2 separate regions of the Manis pentadactyla genome follow, and region 2 is linked to region 1. A link is a contact called in public Hi-C data. All regions are on one chromosome and are shown on one strand. Each heading gives the region's core, a stretch centred on a gene start, on an enhancer-like site or on the middle of the called end of the contact. The rest is flanking DNA. Distances are from core to core; before and after follow the strand shown. Region 1 holds the start of NUDT2 (nudix hydrolase 2). Region 2 holds the start of CNTFR (ciliary neurotrophic factor receptor).

Region 1 (6,838 bases), core at 2,015-4,514:
TTTGTTCTAATGGGGTGCCTCTGGGTGGGCTCCTGGATGGAGGATGGTCACCAGAAAAACCAAACCATAAGGAGAAGCTTGGAATTTTCAGTCAGAATTCTAATTCTCCAGAGGGGATTGGGGCTGGAAGTGGAGTTAATAAATGGTCATGCCAATATGATGATGCCTCCTTAAAATCCCCAAAGCATGAAGTTTGGAGAGCTTCTAGGCTGCTGAACAAATCCACACCAAGAGGGCAACACACCCCAACTGCAGGGGCACAAAAGTTCCTACACTTGGACCCTCCCAGACCTAGCCCTATGTACCTTCATCTGGCTGTTCATCTGTATCCTTTATGATGACTTTAATAAGCTGGTAAGCGTAAGTGTTTCTGAGTTCTGTGAGCTGCTCTACCAAATTAATCAAACCTGAGGAAGGGGTCATAAGAACCTTTGATTTGTAGCCAAATAGGACGGAAGTTGTGGGTAACCTGGGGACCTACTAGTTGTGATTGACATCTTAAGTTGGGTAGGAGCAGTCTTGTGGTACTGAGCCCTTAACCCATGGAATCTGACACTATCTCAGATAGATAGTGTTAGATAGAGTTAAACTATAGGACACCCAACTGGTATCAGAGAATTACTTGGTGGAGGAAAAAACCCCATGTTTGGTGACAACGTGAAGTGTCCAGTGTGACTAATAAAGGAGGCACACAGAAGGGAAAAGAACCAAGGTTTTTCCCTAGACAGGAAAAAGACACAGGTGGAAAATGGAGTTTTTCCAATACAATTGGTACCAATTATTATTAGTTTATGCCTATGGAAAAGTCTCCTTGTTTAATAGTATATGAACACCAAAATCCATGAGAGAATAACTCAGGAAATATACAATGACCACAACATTTAAAGTATAGTAAGTAAAACACTATTACTCATTTAACAAAAAATTTGTAGAGGATCTACTCTGCACAGATTATGAACAGGTATGCTGAGCCACTACAGGAAACTGAATTATTAGATCAACTAATCTATGTGGGATATGAGAAGAGTTCAACCCCTCACTTTACAAACAACAACATTGCGGCCAAGAAAAACTTCTGTTCCTCCTAAATTGGAAGATGGGAGGATCCTGTCCTAGTTTGCCCTAAGGAAATACTATGAATAGCTAAAGGTTTTCATTAACAACATAAAACAAAAGTTCTTAATGAAATGCTATGTGGGCAGCACATTACTGTACTATGCTAAGAAAAATGTAATATCTATATATAAAGCCCTTGATGTAGTTAGTGTTTTGCACAGGGCAAACACTCAATAAATGGTAGCTATTACTTCCAGCTGTATAGTCTTTGGAAGGCTGAATGAATGATATCTACCTGACACCAATTTACTTGACTAAACTCATAGTAGAGCCACAGGAATTCTAACCTAATTGAACCCTTTGATTTTCCAGATGGAAAAAGTGAGGTCCAAAAGGGCTAAATGACTTGCAAAACCAGCCACAGTGAGTGAGTTAGAGACAGAGCCAAAACCAAACCTTAATCCCCAGCCTGGTGTCCATTACATGTCACAATCTTCAGTTCAGCTGTAAGGTAGTGTTCAAACTTTCATAAGAAGGTAAAAGTAAATAACTGCTACACCTTACTGTGTCAATCCTTTTATTAAAGTCATCATTGAGGTATGAATTTGACATAAGAATTATCAACAATGCAGACTGAGAGTGTGGGGAAGTTGGGGTTCCTATGGCCAGAATCCTCACTGAACTTAAACCACTGATGATGTAACTGGCCTGTTGCTGGGCTGCCACTTCCACACCTGTAGACAATAAGCTATTATTGCGCTATATAGAGAGCTCGGCCCAGTACTCTGGGCGGAGGCAGAGACGCTAGTGCTCGACCTACCACCGGAGAACAAGCCGGGTAATAAACCTTTTCACCCCAAGAACGTTTTGCTGTCGGTTTCTTTGGTCACACTGAATCCATAGCGAACTTGCCCGGGGCTGAAATCCATTGGCAAGACAGAGAATATATAGAATTATGAGTTAACAATCTAACAACAGTCTTGGCAATGCAATTCTCTTATGGACACCTGATGAATGGACAGGCTTACTGGAGCAGCTGTTATATGTCCTAAAGTAGAGAGACTATAAGTGGAATACAAAGGAAAAAATGTCTTAAAACATTTTCCAAAGCACACTTAAAATGTGACAATAGCTATGGGCCACTAAAAAACTGAGATAAACTCTGTCAGCATACAGGAACAACAGAATGATCTGTTTTAAGCAAACACTTATAGGGCGTCTAGCAAAGCACTAGGAGACCAAGACTAAAAGCCACAATGTGGGGAAGAGTCATAGCAAGCAACCCAAAAAAGTTTTTCCTTTCACAAAGATTTAGAAAGGCCAACCGTGGACTTTCAGGGTCTTTTGCATAGAAGATTAGGGTGCCCTCCCCCTCCTCCCAGTTAAAAATAATCTCTGAATGGGAGGGAAAACGGGGCAGGGCATAGACGAAAATCCAACCTAATTGTGACGAATTAAACTCAACAAATACTTCTAGGAAATTCTGTGTGAAAGATGCTTGCCTTGCCGCAAAGACCTCAGACACGTGAGAGAAAGGGGAATGGTGTTCACGGAAGTACACAAATAACTGAAGAGGAAAGGCCAAAGAGAACGGTCTAAGTAAGGTTCCAATCAGAGATATGGGGGCAAAAGCAAGAGGACGTCGAGACTCAGTAAGGGCTTCCTGAGAGAAGTGGCGTTCGAGAAAATAGTTGGGAAAAAGGCTGATATATGGGAATGATGGGTAGAAGAGTGGGTGAGAGTTCGCACAACCGGCTGAGGCCAACTGCCGGTTCCCTGACGACCGCCCGCCTCCTTACGCGCTCGGCTAGTGTCCTGAACACCCTCTCTGGCGAGGCAGGCGCCAAGGCTCCCTACCAGGCCTACCCCGCCCCGGTTCTCCCCTGCCCTTTCTCACCTCTAAGGCTTCCAAATTCCTCGTCGGTCAACCCTGTCTGAGGACAGGAGAAGACGATGACGACTGGAGAGAGCCCGAATGCAGGCGGGTGTCTTATCAAGTCCTAAGCTTGAGCAGGCAGCCAGGCCTCATCCCCATGGAAACGCCGCCAAACGCAGGTTCGAACGCCCGCGCCGTTCCCGCGCGCAAGTAGGACAGCATCATTCACCAATAGGTACCTAGGAAACTCGATGATGTTAGCCGTCTTCTCCTCCAGAGGACCAATCAGAGATCCGAGGAAACAGTGAGTAACACCCCAATTTCCGTCTTTCAACCAATCGTTCTGCTTAAGAGAAGATATCGCGAAGTTCTAAATGAGAGAAAGGCACTCCTCTCTCTGTCTCTGTCTCTCTCTAAGGCCCGCTCCCTCAACCTCAGGTGAGTTGCAATTAAGAGGGGTCGCTGGATTTAGTTCTCCGCCGAGAAACTGCGGCTTGGAGCGATGGAAATCTGTAACTGACTGACCTCTCGTCGCTGCAGTGTGAAAAGTGGACGCACCCTCCTCCAAGCTGGCCAGGCCTCAGCCGCTAACAGGACCTCTCAGGCACAGGAAGGGAGGGTTCAATGGCCCTATGAGCCTTGTTTGCGCCCCTGCAAATGGTGATGGGGTGGGTCGTTGGAATCCCAGAGTTCCGGGTTTAGGAACCAGCGGTCTGAGCGCCATACCGCCCCCTCCCTGGGCCTCAAGTTTCACTTTACCCTTTAAACCCTGCCTGCTTTCTAAAAGAGATTGTGTATTTTCTAATTGCTTCATTTATTGAATGGATAATATCGTACCGATTATAGCAGAAGTAAAGTCACACGAGAGGCTCCAAACTTAAAATATAACTTCTTTTTTGTTCTGGCCTAGTTTTGGTTTGGGCCCTATGCGTTGGGTATTATATCTCTTTAAAAAATTACATATGTGTATATATGTGCTTAAAGTTAACGGAATGCAATCCAATAGCTAAATGTGAAGTGCCCGAGGTTATAAGTAATGATATTGGAAGTCAGGAAAACCTTTTGGGTCACTACCCAGAAACATCTCTGAGCCATAGTTTAATTTTTCCTCTTCGGAAGAATGGCGGTAATGACTCAGGGGGTTGTGTAGGTTAAGTGAAATATTGAAGATAAAGCACCTGGCAAGCAGAAACAGCTCAAAAAATGGTGACTATTATTTTTATAATAGAAACAAGCAAATATACTAGCCAACAAGGTCAGTAAACTTCCTATAATAATCCCCAAACTTGTCAGTTTAAGAAATAACTAATAATTAAGGGAAACGTTCTTTAAAAAAGTGGAATTTCTTCCCAGTACCTATGTGAAAAGGACTTTATCTAGTGGGACCTTATATATAAAGAGTATACATGGTGTGTTGAAAAAGTGCATTCACTGGCAATTTTGCAGAAAATATGAAAAGCCAGTTCTTGATTCAACTATCGAAAGCTAAGAGCAAGTCATTAACACAACATAGAGGTTTCTGATGACCTTTTATGATTCACGGATAAGAGTGACTCATTCAGTACTTCTGATTTGTCAGGCCCTATGTATGCATTCTTTAAACTCTACAACTATGACAAGTACACGTGAGGAAAATGAGGCTTTGAGAAGTTAAGTATTTTGCTCCAGCTGTTGAATTAGGGAGGTAGGTGTTTCTCATTGCAGCACCAGTCATGTTTTCCTGTGTTGTGCCATGCTATTTCTGACTGAAAGGAGATGAAAATGCTTGGAATACCAGATGCAGTCAGACTTTACTCAAAAGGAGAGAGGTGAGCTGCAGAGGTACCTACAGTAGGAGCAAAGTCTTTCTCTAGTAGGAAATGTCTACCTTGGGAAATGAAGACATGACATGATCACTGCTATCCATTTACCTTGTGGTTAGTCTGTAGCACTTCAAATTCAGCTTGTCCCAAATGGAAATCATTAGTTTACTCCTACTCCCTACTCCCCGTACTTCTACCTAGTCACCCAAACCAACACCTCTCCTTTGGACAATGGAACATCAAATGGTATTGATTTTCTCTCTGAGCTCTCTCTCAAATTCATCATCTCCTCTCCTTTCTCACTGCCTCTGTCTTAATTTAACTTTGTATCATTTGTCATCTGGACTGTTGGCACAGCTTGTAAAGGGTTGGTCTCCTTGCCTCCAACCTTTCCTTCTAATCGATTTCTCCACCTTCCTTGCTGCTCAAATGTCTTTGTGAAATGTCTAGCTGACCGTATTACAGCCCTGCCTAAAGCCAGTGAAAGGCTCCTCATGCTTACAGAATATAAACTAAGCTGTTTAATAATAAAACGTCATCTTGTGCTTGAGGGTTTTTGTTCACACTCCTCTGCCTGGATGCCTTTTGCCTTCACCTTTACTCTTCCTGGTAAACCCCTAACCATCTTTTAAAATCCTTATGGGGTTCCGCTTTGACTTAAAGATAATCACTCCTTCTTTGCTAACTTTCCATCTTACACATACTCCTGTGATGCACAAAACACACTGGTCACCTGTCTGTTTAAATACCTTCTGCTTTCATTAGACATGAGCCCCTAGAAAGCAGGGGCTTTTAGTATTTGGCTTCATGTCTACTCTTCAATGTCTACTCTTCAATCCTGTCACACTGCCTGTCACATGAGACAGACTAAACGTATATTAGATGAATAAATGAATCCCTTCAGGCTCTAATAATAGAATTCCTCATGTTTGTGTTCCAAAATTGTACAGCAGATGGCACCAGTAGGCCACTTAACAGATTCCCTTCACTAGAAATGATTTTTGTTCCAACCTTGTATGACTTTGGCCTCATCCTAGAAGCCAATATTCTTGTCATTATAGGTGAAATCTCCTGTTTCCTCCATCAGCCAAATACCAAAGATAGCAGGATGACTCAGCAGCTTGGTCTCTGAGGAAAGTGGCTTATGCCCAGCAAAAGGTGCAGCTGAAGGAACATTTTCTTTGTCTCGGTTTATTCATGGTAGTTGGGGGCTTTTTTTTCTTTTTGTTTTTGTTACAAGGGGGCTTTCTTCATGGACGGGTGCCTCATTTCTGTCCACTCCTTTGAAAGGGAAGAAGGGAGTCGGAGAATCGGAGGTTTGATATGGGGAGTAAGGGAAAGCTGAGAAGTCAGAGTTGGCCTTCCTCCTCCCAATAGAGCCTGGACAAATTTCCTGGACATGGATGCCCTAAGTTAGGTGCTTTTGTGCTTGTCAAAGGCTAGTGTCCAGGGGGTTCACAACACTTAGTGCTTGGGAACCCCCAGGCTACTGGGAAAAGTTTTGAACATGTGGTTTTAGGTTCCTTTCCCCAGAAAAAAAGAGGAGGCATAGAAACTTTTATCATGGCAAACTTTAGGGGCCTCAGGCTATACTTTACCCCCCACCCCAGAGTTATCTTTGGGCACCAGCACCTTTATCTGCACCCCCTTCCAATAAAACCTGTTCTCTGGAAAGGATTCCAACCAGATCTCTTAAAAATCTTCCATGTGAATACACATCAAAGACTAGGAATTTTGGACCTGGAAGTAATTTTATAAATCATTTACATGTCCTCTTTCAGGGCCATTTGTGCTCTGCCCTAAGCCACACTCTTCATGGAAAGCAGAACTTTAGAAGGGGAAATGCATATAGACTTTGGAGTTAAACTTACTTGGATTCAAATCCCACCATTCACAGACTGCCTTTGGGCATGTATTTTAGCCTTTTTGAATCTCAGTTTCCTCATCATAAACTGGAGATAGTAATGCTTATCCTGAGGAGTTGTCTTAAGCATTAAAAAAGATATGTAAACAACCTTCCACAGTGTAGCTGACACAGTGTAGATGCTTAATTCGTAACGTGGTGGCATGAAACACTTTCTGCAAAAGAGATTTTAGACTAATA
Region 2 (6,838 bases), core at 2,248-4,747, 200 kb after region 1:
CAAGGATATCAATCTGAGTGTGAACTCCAAGATGAAATATATAGGTTTGAGTGTGATCCCAGGTTCCAGTGTGCATAACTGTAAGCCCCAGGACTAAAGTGTAAGTCTAACTGTGAGTCCCATGGTTTCCATACAAATCAGTATAAGCATTAGAGACCTAGTGTAAGTCTGAGTGTGAGCCCCTGAGTGTGAGCTAAGGTTTCCCATATGAGTCCAAGTGTGAGCACTGGGGTCCCTAAGTAATGGGAATTGAATCTTCCATGTGAGCACTAGAGTCCTAAGGTGAGTTTGAATGTGAGTTCCAAGATGGAAGCAATTGTCTATGAACCCCAGTGTCCTATGAGTCCTTGAGCTCAAATTTGAGCCCCAGGTTCCCCTTGGGAGTCTGAGTGTGAGCCCCTAGTCTTGATGTGACTCTGAGCATGAGCCCCAGAATGTACATGTGAATCCAGGGTCTTAGTGTGAGTCCAAACGTGAGCCCTAGGACCCCAGTGAGATTCTGAATGTGGGCTCTAAGTCTCAGTGTAAGTCTATGAGCTTCAGGGTAAGACATGTGAATCTAAGAATCCAGATTCCCAGTATGCGTGTGAGTATAAACTCAGGACTGAGGTAGCTGGTTATGAGTCCCAGGATGTAAGTGTGAATCAGTGTAATTCTGAATGTGAGTTCATATGAGTTTAAGTGTGCCAGTGTGAATCTGAGTATGAATTCCAGAGGCCCAAGAAGTCTTGAGTGTGAACTTTAAACTCCTAGTCTCTGAATAAGGCTCAGAGTCCCAGTTGGAATCTTAGCTCTCATGGAGTGTGAACCTTAGCTACATGTCACCAGTCCTGACCAGGAACCCCAAGAACCAGTCCATAGGATTTGTGTGGGCTTAGACAGTGGAAACAGGGAGGAACATTTTATTGAGACACAGAGGCCCCTCCACCCCATCCCCACAAGCCCTGGCGAGCCTTACAGCCTTAAGAATATCCAATTGTTCAAACACCATCACCACACATGCAAGAGTACACCATCACACCTGAGTTAAACACACAAAAATACACTCAGTGTTTCAGACCCCCTAGACATACAGCAATAACAGATGCACAAATACATTCAGCATTTCAAACTCCTACCACCCCATGATAGGAGCCACAAGAACACTCCCAGTGACACAGACACAAGTATCACAGGCAAAACAACTAATGTTTCAGACACACTCCCAGTGTTGCAGACAAGCTGCCAGCCACACAGACGCTTCTCAAAGAGAGAGACTAGACAGAAAGAGGAAGAAAATCCTGAATTTTCAACAACGCGTGAAATAGTGCTGCCCGCCTGAAGCTACTGAAGGGGGAAGGGGGCCAAGGGAGCCAGCAGAGCGAGAGCTAGACGCAGGAGAGGCTCGGGAGAGGAGGGGAGAGGAGAGCGCGGCGGGGCCGAGGAGGAGAGCTGTCCGTCTGGTGACCTCCCCGCGGCCCAGCCCCCCACGCACGGGGAGACACACTACTCTGAGCAACACAGGAACACCCAGGCCGGCTCACGGAGCCGCACTGGAGGACACTCACCCTGGCAGACTCACAACAAAACGGGAATGCACCACAAGTGGACTCACACGGGCACACAACACAGGAGGACTTACAAAGAGACACCGGAGGAGACCCACTACAAGTAGATACATCCAGGCGGACTCACGAGGAAACCATAGGCAGGCTTACGCCGACACACACATGCACACATGCACACACACACACACGATAATTCACACGGGCACACATACACGGGCAGGCGCGCAACCGTCCGTTCACACCCCTGGGCGCTTTTAAGCCAAAGGAGAAAGCTGCCTCCGGGCACGCAGGGATCACTGGGAACCCCCAGCTCCGGAATTTTCCCAGACCCCGCGCGCGCTGCTGAGGGGTGAGGGAGAACAGGGACGCTAGGACAATCCGCCCGGCCACCTCCCCCAGCCGACTGTCAGCCCCCCACCACCACCACGCCCAACCCGCGGCGCGCCTGGACGTCGGGGCCGCTGCTTCTGCGCCCCCGCCCCTGAGTGTGCAGGCAAAGTTTCCCGGGAACTTTCCCGTCCCCCACCCCGGACCCATGTCTCCTCCTTCTTCCCGAGCGCACTAGGGCTGCGGGTCTGTCGGTCAGCCGGAGGGTCTGAGGGTCCGGCTGCGCGCGGTCCACCGCGGGGTACTTACCGTGCTCTCGAGCCGCCGGGACTCCGCGCCTCGCCCTTCGACCGCCCTCCGCACAGAGCGAGGCAGGGAGCGCGGAACTAGCACTGCCGCCGGATCCCGTCGCCGAGCCCAGCGCCGCGCCGGCTAGAGCCGCCGCCTCCTCCTCTGCCGCCGCCGCCGCCGCCGCCCGCTCTGCACCGGCTCCTCCGCGCCCGGCAGCTTTAACCCCCCCATCCTCCTCCCTCCCTCGCGCGCTCCCTCCCTCTTTCCCTCGCCCATGTGACCGCGGGCGCCCGCTCGGCCGCGCGCGCCCTCGCTCCCCTCCCCCCATGCCTTGTCTCCCCGCGCCTCCGCGGCCGCGCGCCACGACCCCCTCCCAGCCACAGCCCCCGCGCGCCCCCGCCTTGGCACGTTCCCGCGCCTGACACGCGCGGCCCGCAAGCACGGGCACACTCACCCTGCACAGGCCTGTGAGCCCCCACTCCCATTCGCTTCGCGCTGGCACGCACCCTTCCTCCCGCGGGCACACTCGCCAGCACTAGCACGCGTGGCCCCCCTCACATTCACCCTTTCTAGGGAACGCCCTCCAGACGGCAGTGTCCCCGCGCTTCACGCGCAGGCCCGACCGCGGGTCTCAAAAACGCGCGCGCACACATACCCACACCCATTCCGCTGGTTCCCCTAAGGGCCGCTGGGCGCGCACACTCCTCCCCCAGGGTCGCTCACTCACACTCGCTCTCTCACCCAGCCTTGTCCAGGTCTCTGCTGCGCACACTCCCGCACGTTCAGGCCCCGACTAAGTCGTACCGACACCCTGGCACACCCCGGGCCAACTCTCGGGTCCTCCCGCCTGCATCTCCATGAGAGGAGCGCAAGCCGGATCCCCCAGTCCCCACTTTGGGCAGAGGCCAGCTGTCTCCACCCCTCCTCTATTCCCACCGCCCCCTAGCAGTGACACACCCCCGCCCTTCCAGTCAACCCTGGACTATATACGCATACACCCCTCGCTCTGAGGGAATGGGCTCTGCGCTCCCATAATCCGAAATGGAACAGGCTGGGAGTCCAGGCTCTGGCCTCCTCCCAAGTCTCCAGTGACACCACCACAACTACCTTCTCCTTCCTCACATCCCACCCCGCGGGGACACATGGCCTGGGGAGAAACCTCTACTCTGATGAAGTGGGTAGGGGAGGGTGCGCCCTCTAAGCCTGGACCGGCAGTTCCAGAGCGCGGGGCACGCGCGAGTTTGGCGCTGGAAATTGACCCCTCGAGCTTTTCTTTCGCAGCCTGGGCCTCTGAGGGGGCCGATGTACTTACTTCATTCACCCCCGGACTTCTGGTCTGGCTACAATATGGGGATTAGACTACCCGACCAACTTCTGTGTTGAGGCCACGCAAGAGCGCAACAGAAAGGGTGAATGCCAGAGGCAGAGAAGGAGTGGCGCACCCCCATCTCCACCCCACGGATTTTTCATCTGACCTTTGACCCATAATCCCTGCTCCCTGCCCTTCCGGAGAGCTGCTCCAGGGCTGGGGGTGGGGGTGGGAGAAGTGGAGGAAATATCTTGCTGTTTCCTCACACCCTTCCCCAAAACGCTGCCCAAAGCGCCCGGGCCCTTTCCCAACAAATGCCTCAGGGACTCCCATTGCAGAGAAAAACCTTCCCGCCACTGCCCAGACTTTTCACTTTCACTTCCTTGGCCGCCGAATCCCCCTAGTGCAACCGGCAGGGGTCAGCCGGGGCTGAAGCTCAGAGAGGGCGGGCTGGAGCTTAAGGACACACAGAGACATAGTGGTCCCCAGCTGAGATCCAGCCCATTCCCACCCACAGGTAACCCCTATCTGGCCTCTCCGGGCCGCAGTCGGGGACGAGGTGGTGGACACCGGGACAGAGCTGAGGCGGGGGTCGGGGGTCAGGAATTGCCCCCACCTCATGCACCAAAACTAGGCCTCGGAGAAGTTGAGTGCTCAGGGGGCCGCTCCTCCTGTCGAATGACCGACCGGTATTGAGATCGGTGGGTCTAGACCTCCGGATCCTTCGGTGTCCCGGACTCATCCTCTTTCTGCCAGATTGAGACAGCAGTGGGAGTTATGCCCCGGTCCACCATCCCTTCTCCTCCTGGGTAAGTGGGGGCTGCCGTTTCAGCAAGTACCGAAGTCCGCGGGTGCCGAGGCAAGGTCCGCACGGGGCAACCCTGGCCTGGGAGACCGACGTATCAGCGTGTCAGAGGACGCGCGAGGACTAAAGGCGCACGTCGGATCGGATCCTGGCAGCTGTCGGTTCGCAGCTCTTCCCGGCGCAGTACCCAACAGCCTCTTCCCCAGGGCCGCAGCGACATCTGGCGGGCGGTAAGGGACGCGTGTGGCGCACGACTCAGGCTGCGGCTCCCGCTCAGAAGCAGCGCCCATCTACAGAACAATTAGGGTACGGCCCCTTTCTCTCCCGCCTCCACCGCCTGGCCCAGAACCTATTCTCCTTCCATCTGAGCTGGGGCAACAGATTATTCGTGGGTTTCCGTTCCAGCTGCCTCCAATACTCTGCACATGAGCTTCTGAGCTTCCTAAGCCTCCGTGTTCAACCAACCTGGACCCCACTGCCGTGGGGGCAAAGCCAGGCTTCTTAGGCAGGGTTCCAAAGTCCTTGCAAGATGTGGCCCTGTCTCCTCTTCAGCTTTACTGGGCGCCCTTATCCCCGGCCTCCCCAACTCCACATCAGCCCCCTTCACTGTCTCAGCACACTTATCCTTAATCCAAACCCCACTCCAAGGACATCCTTCCCCCAGCCCCACCCCATCTTCATCCATCTTACTATCTGCCTCTCCCTTGAGGAACAGCCGGAAATAACTCCCCTAGTTCAGAGCTTTAGTGCCCTGCAAGTGATGGGGATCCCAGATTTGATAATCCTAGAAGGCCTTAGGAAATTAGGGGAAGTTCTTGATTTTGAGGCCCTGGGATTTTACAGCCACCATGAAAGAGGGCTCTGTGGCAGGACTTTTGGCTCCACCCTGGCACGTGACCTAAACTTGAACCACATCTTACCCCTCACCCCCAGAAGTCAACTGTGCCATCCCAAGCCTTTGGGTATCATGGATCCTTCCCCATTCCTGCTGATGTGTCCTCAAGGAAGGAGAACCCCACCCCCCATCACCTCCTGTGGTCTTTTTTGGTGCTCTCTGGGGAAATAGTGCTCATCTCTAACCTGCTATACCACCAGAAAGTTCCACTAAGGGACACATGCCTGGCTACCCAAAGTTATGAATGCTCATATGCAGGCTCTCTGCCTTACCTACAAATGCCAAACACACCCATCATGTAAAGTCACACACAGTCTCAGAGTCAAACTTCGCACTGGGAGTCGAGAGCTGGGAACCAGACTGGCGGGACTCCCCGAATCACATACTTGCACAACGTTGTGTCTGTATGTTGTGCATAGACACAGTCGCACACACAGCCATATATTCAGTCACAGGCACACATGCAGTTACACACGCTCTCAATCACACGAAGCCCCACGCTGGGGTTTGGCGGGTCGGGGCGGGCTCCGGGAGGCAGTTACGTAAACACTCTAACAGTCCCCCCTCGCTCCCCCCCCACCCCAGTGCTTCCTCACGCAGTGCCAGCGCCCGGGGCGGCTTGGCTGGGGCCCGGGAACAGCTCGGCCTTGCAGAGGCTCCAGGCGCCGAGAAACCCGATCTGACACAGCCCCAGGCAGAGCTGGGGGGGGGGGGCGTGGCCCACAGCGCCCCCCACACTCAGGGTCCAGCTCAGCACCCACACCCTGCCGGACAACTCACCCCAATCCTGGGACAACTTTCAGGGCCCACTCACAACACCCCCATCCTGCAGACCCCCTTCTGGAATCCTGTCAGCTGGACCTCTGCCTAAGTATGCCCTGACCTGTCCAACCTCTGGCACCAGAAAGGGCAAAGATTCCCTAAAGGTAGAGAATGGGAGAGGGCTGAAGTCATAATGAGGGCATTCAGCCTGGCATTGTCCCCAACTCTGTGGAGCTACCTTCTCTTCCCGCCTCACCAGGGCTCTCTAAAGCCACTCTGATTGAAAGAGGTGCTTTCACTTTTGCTCCAAGTCCCCCTCAGATTTCCTGCCTACCTTTTCCAACATACTCTATCAGAATTCTAAATTACTTGGATAGGCCCAAGGCCTCTCCCCTTTTGATATCCTTCCTTACACTTTAGTTGGAAGTTCTAATTACAGTCTTACTCCAATTATTCCTGCTTTGCTAAAAAGGAAGTTTGAGGGCAACCTGAAACATTGGGAATGAAATCCCTAAAAGGAGGAAAGATTAAGGCTCAGGAAACCCCTGAAAATCAGGAGTCTAAGAGGAGGTTTCTGTCCCGCACCCCTAACATAACCCCCTCCCCACTCTGCAGCCCAGACTTGATTTTTCACATTAGCTTTTGAGTATCTGCCTGGGCTGCCCAGGCCCAGGCAGAAAGGGAATTTCCCCCTATGTTCTCTGTTAATGAACAAAACATTTCATGTTGAAATTCCTTCTCTGCCCCCAGTCCAGTGTCTCCAGGGCCCCCCAGCCTGACCAAGCAGGGGGACTACTAGGAGGGGAGAAACTGAGTAGGGGGTAGCCTGCAGGGGAAGCATAATTTACATTGGGGGGCATCTTTTTTCATAAATAATTAGGGTGACTTTTTTTCACTTTTGG

The links. Hi-C and Micro-C count contacts between places; a contact is called where the count stands out from the background.
Region 2: a Hi-C map of skin fibroblasts shows a contact between it and region 1, with 3 times the contacts expected there. The contact joins the promoter of CNTFR here to the promoter of NUDT2 in region 1. A contact is called at or near these places in 2 of 3 Hi-C or Micro-C datasets (fibroblasts and skin fibroblasts).

What each region holds. Positions count from the first base shown.
Region 1 is chr3:184,802,541-184,809,378 of mManPen7.hap1, forward strand. It overlaps NUDT2 (nudix hydrolase 2), which reads left to right and starts at 3,265. Exons shown (of 3, transcript XM_036898018.2): 1 at 3,265-3,370. The coding sequence starts at 3,307. It overlaps KIF24 (kinesin family member 24), which reads right to left and starts at 3,220. Exons shown (of 14, transcript XM_036898003.2): 1 at 2,954-3,220.
Region 2 is chr3:185,001,793-185,008,630 of mManPen7.hap1, forward strand. It overlaps CNTFR (ciliary neurotrophic factor receptor), which reads right to left and starts at 3,498. Exons shown (of 9, transcript XM_057498781.1): 1 at 3,478-3,498.